2 separate regions of the Danio rerio genome follow, and region 2 is linked to region 1. A link is a contact called in public Micro-C data. All regions are on one chromosome and are shown on one strand. The core of a region is the stretch at or near the end of the contact, and the rest is flanking DNA. Distances in the headings are between cores, read along the strand shown.

Region 1 (2,700 bases), core at 151-2,650:
GTATTTTCTTTACAGTTTAGGACTATAGTTTTGGACTATTTTGTCTATTAGATTTTCACTGACAGCTCAAGTTTAGCCTTGTGTTAGCCAAGCTGTCTACGTTTAGATGTCTGTTAGTCGTCTTTTAAACACAAAATTGTTTGCTGGGAAGGCAACTGACACAAAATAAAACAGGAACAATAGTCTGAATGATCTAATGAGACCCTTAGTCAGAGTTTATTTTAGTGTGTGGCTGACTGTAACAGCATCATTATGAAGAGGAAATGATTAGATTGCAGTTGTTTTTGAATACTTGACATCTGAGAATAAATGATTCTTTCACAGTTTTTGAGCACTTAATTGTGGCATAGATTTAACATGGTGCTGGAAACATTCTTTAGAATATTAGATTCATATTGTTTGCTGCACATCCATAAATCAACAAAAAAAATATTCTACTGTTCAAACAAAAAGATGCTAATAGATTTAGATCTGGGCCCCAATGTATAAAACTTCTCAATAATGCTCTTAAAATTGGTGATTAGTGAACAAATCTTGGTAAAAACTTTTCTAGGAGCAACTTTGAGTAAACCCATGAGCCCATATTCACAATTTTTTGTTTTAGTTTACCACTAAGAATTCTACTAGCAGTAACAGTTTTTAGCTATCTAAATATATGAATATATATATATATATATATATATATATATATATATATATATATATATATATATATATATATATATACGGCTTTTTTACGGCTTAGTCCTTTTATTAGTCTGGAGTTGCCACAACGGAATGAACTGCCAACTTTTAAGTAGGCAGGTTAGATTAATTAGGCAAGTTATTGTATATCGATGGTTTGATCTGTAGACTATCAAAAAAAAAAAAAAGCTTAAAGGGCCTAATATTTTCGACCCTAAAATTGTTTTTGAAAAATACAAAAATGCTTTTATTAAAGCCAAAATCAAACAAATCAGACTTTCTCCAGATGAAACAATATTATATATTATAAATGTGTGTGTGTGTGTGTGATTATATATATATATATATATATATATATATATATATATATATATATATATATATATATATATATATATATATATATATATATATATATATATATATATATCCATTCCTGTTTTGCGGTGAACATATATTTTAAATTTTATTTTATATATTTACTTTTTTGGTGTGAACATGGCTTGACAAGTTTCTTCCATGAAGCATTCTTTCCTGTGTTTAAACGTGGAGCAAGCAGACGTTTTACAGAGCTGGCTGTGTCTGAAACTTCTATTTATGGGGCAGAACGTGTGTGTGAAAATAAGTCACTAGATGGCGATATTGTATCATTATGTTTTTGAGGTAACGTTAGTGTTGTTACTTGCCATATCGCCCGCATACACTTCCTGGACGCTGCTGAGGAACCGCTTTGTCATCGGAATCTTGCACATAATAAGGTGCTAACTAACAAGCGGATATTTTCGGTTCTCGGTAAGCGTCTTCTACATTCTTTCTTCTCGTGACTTTTCAGTTTGAGATGGTTTTGTTGGTGTCCCCTTGTTATCCGCGTAAACTCTCAAAAGCAGACAAAGAAACGCCATGCTCACTGGTCGATAGTTTATTCTTCCGTATCAAATATAGACTCTACATTCACGTGTGCACTAGAATAGTTAAATTCTTAGACGGTTATTAACGTTATTTGCTGAAATGTAGTATTCATAAAGTTTAATCGTACATTAGCAAGACGAGTGGAACTTGACCTTCATTACTATGACTGTCTTAAAACCTCCACACGTAAATAAGCTCCTTGTGGATCTTTCTGTTTGAAGTGTGCTGACTAAGAAGACAGCTCAGTAGGTTTTGACACACAGTCATTATGTTAATAATAATCTACAGCTGTAAGAAATCTTTCGGTTTGCCAGGAGTTATATTTGCACACACAGCATTTTATTTGAATAAATGTCCACACCCAAATCTTATTTCAGGTTGATGTTTTTTTTGCACAGCTGTTGAAGGGTGACGTCTGCAGCTTCTCATTGGCTGGTGGTGCCAGTCAACAAACAAAGAATACACATCGGACATGCGGATACGGAGACTACTCTTTTTAAGAGCTGTTATAACACCTTAAACACCCACAGTTACACATATAACAGCTTTCAGGAGGAGAAGAAACCTGTTTACTGTTTAAAAGGGCTCGTTAAGCGGTTGGAGATGAACGGAGACTGTGTGGACGCAAAGCGTGTGGATACAACAGAGTAAGATGAGCTTGACGATTGTTGCTATGCAGGTTTCACATGTGATTGACAGTTCAAAAACAGTATTTAATTCCCTACACTCCTTTTTTTTCACCTTAGTAGTGAAATAGAGACTGATTTCTTGTTGTTTATTCTAACAATAGAATTTATTATTGTTTATTGTTTATTATGTTTTATCCACATACAATAATTATTGTTAAAGGAATAAATACCATACGATTTGTGCATCATTGTTATGCAAGTCGATATTTGGCAGTTTCTTGCATCTTTCTTATGGTCATTTAATTTTTTTTTTACTTTATATTGTGCAACTTTTTTGGCCAATTACCTGTAAGATGAAACCTGACAAATAACTATTGACCTCTGAATATCAGAAAGCGTTTTTAATTTCCAGGCTTCCAGAATTTACTCATTATTTACTCGTCCTCAAGTGGTTTCAAACCTTTATTAGTTTCTGTTG
Region 2 (2,767 bases), core at 68-2,567, 170 kb after region 1:
ATAATATATAATCACATTAAAGGGCACCTATTATGAAAATCTACTTTTGTAAGCTGTTTGGACAGAACTGTTTGTAGGAATAGTGTGTCCACAGTCATATTGGAGTGCTATAAACACAACACGTCTCTTTTTAAAAATGTCCTGACATTAAAATAGGATCTAAATCCAAGTGATTTTGAGGCCCACCGCAATGTGACGGAGGAGTGGGGTTTTTCTTGCCCGTCGAATTGATTGACAGGCACCATGTTTTCATAATAACATGTAAACACATGTCCACAGAACATTTTTTGCAAATAAACTAAGATTTCAACAATCTAATAATATATCATATGTCAGGCTTTAAAAAGCATTGCCATCTGTCTGTCTGCAATATATTCCAGACAGTACGTGACCACTGTGCATGTTTAATGATGCTGCTGCCAGCTCAGTATAAAGGCTGCAATACTGCTAGATTGTAGGCATGCAGCACGTAACCTTCCCTCAAAGCCTCTTTTATGTTGACACAAATGCCATGGCAGATTCATCATTTTCACACCATGCAAAGCCAGACATGAACGTTTTTCCTATTCAGATGTTGCCCTTTTACATTACAATAAACATTGTAAACATCTAAACTTGTAAATGACCAAGCCAAGGACAAAGCAAACTGTTGCTGACACAATGCAAGTTTACATTTCTAAACGTTGTATATTGTGCACTAGAAAATTATTTACCGCTTCTGTTTAATTCATTTTAAACCTGTTTTAACACTTTTTTTCCCTTATATTTTTTGTTCTAAAATTTTTTATACAGTATTAGTTCTGAAATGTGCTGTATAAATAAACTTGTCTTGCCTATTTATTTATTTTAAATAAAATAAAATAAATGGAATGTAAATACAAATTAATAATGAAATGAAAAAAGGTTTATCTAATTTCAAAAGGTGTCTTTAGGCAAATATAACATTTTCTTTAAATTACGAAGAATAAAAAATAATAGAAAAAATATAACAATAATAAAATTATAATAAATGATGAGAACGAGTCTATTGAACAACATAATTTACTTGGACCAAAGTTTCACTAAAATCCTATTTAAATTGATCAGTTGGACCAGTTGTTTTACGTTCCAATTAAATTGTAATGTAAACAACAGCTCTTCTGAAAACTACTTTAAAAACAAAGTATCGAGTACGTGTGAACCGATGAACAAAGTGCCTACGTGTGGAACTGCACAGCTTGCGTTCGAGCTGTAGGATTGATGAACAGTCACGTGATCACGTCTGCCCCTTCTTGATCCTGATTGGTTAGTATCAATGAATCACGTGGTCTAAACAGGGCTCTGCGCTTCTGCTTTTTTCATTGTAAACGCATGTGTGCTTGTTTGATTGCAGAACCAACAGCAGAGCAGCCTAAACGAACATCGGTCATCGGAGCTATTTATTATTTGAGAAATTGACCAGACAGTTGATCATGTTTTTGCTTGAGACAGAGTCGGTAAGTCAATTTATATATATTATAGGTATACAAAGAATTTTATAACCAAGTACTTAATATGCACTGATTTACATATTTAAGAGATTTCTTTCAAAACAATATCTATTTTGCTTACAAAAAAAAAAATAGTTATGAACGTGTTTTTTTTTTTTTAACTACATTCAGCTGGAGCGAATGAGTGATTTGTTTGAAAGCGGATTCGCAGTGAATGGAGGTTTGGATGGTCCCGGACAGTCTCCAGCGCATCTCGCCGCATGCGGAGGTCAGGCGTTCTGTTTGCTTTGGCTCCTCCAAACAGGCGCTGATGCAAACCAGCAGGTAAAAAAAAAATCTAGATTCGGACTCAGTTTTTTTTTTTTTTTTTTTTAACTTAATATTGTGGTAGTTACCAGCAGCTTCTGCTCTTGCTTATAGGCTACATCCTAATTATTTAATCTATGCATGTTCGTTTTGTTCCCAAATCGTAATTAACATTTGATTATTTTCTTCAGGACGCAACTGGAGAGACACCCATGCATAAAGCAGCCAGATCGGGCAGTTTGGAGTGCATCAGTGTGTTGATGGCCAGGGATGCACAGTTTAAGTAAGTGTGTGTGGGTGAGAGGTGTTTCTGTTTCAGTCATTGGTTCGAAAGTGTTAAATTTGTACTTTTTTGTTGCTTGTTTTACATAAAACATTAATTCTTATTAAATAACATTTTACAAGATATCAATGTACAAAATGAAAATAATTAAATGAACATGCCAATAGCCAGTGGGTGTTCGGATGGTTTAGAAGACCCACCCTATACATGAGCTCATTTGTCCTATTTTGACTGTCATGCCATCATTATAAAAATAACCCATGGAAAAAAGCATTAATTCAATTCAATTCAGCTTTATTTGTATAGCGCTTTTACAATGTAGATTGTGTCAAAGCAGCTTCACATAAATGGTCATAGTAACTGGAACAGTGTGATACAGGTTTTAATGTTTAAGTTCAGTTTAGCTCAGTTCAGTGTGATTAAGACCAAGATTAAGACCAATCAGAATCTGATGTGAGTAAAGTTAACTTTCACTGTATTATTGTTATAGAAAAAACATTTTACAAGTAACTTTTATTTTAAATCTTATTCTTCAAAGAAAAAAAAAGACCAATAAAAAGTTGTGAAGCACCAAAAGCAGCTTAAATTAATAGTAGTTTGGCTATTGGTATTATCCATGAATTTTCAATTGTACTTTTTTACAAAAGAATCTAGAAAAATTATGAAGCTCTGCGTTATTATTATTATTTTGTATTTATTATTATTCAAA

Evidence for each region. A called contact is a pair of places that touch in the nucleus more often than the background predicts.
Region 2: a contact with region 1 is called in a Micro-C map of caudal fin, with 4 times the contacts expected there. The contact joins the promoter of ankrd37 here to the promoter of casp3a in region 1. A contact is called at or near these places in 3 of 18 Hi-C or Micro-C datasets (caudal fin, embryo and hematopoietic stem cells).

What each region holds. Positions count from the first base shown.
Region 1 is chr1:19,068,844-19,071,543 of GRCz12tu, forward strand. It overlaps casp3a (caspase 3, apoptosis-related cysteine peptidase a), which reads left to right and starts at 1,401. Exons shown (of 7, transcript NM_131877.3): 1 at 1,401-1,476; 2 at 1,992-2,240. The coding sequence starts at 2,197.
Region 2 is chr1:19,237,362-19,240,128 of GRCz12tu, forward strand. It overlaps ankrd37 (ankyrin repeat domain 37), which reads left to right and starts at 1,318. Exons shown (of 4, transcript NM_001145614.1): 1 at 1,318-1,475; 2 at 1,641-1,793; 3 at 1,967-2,058. The coding sequence starts at 1,452.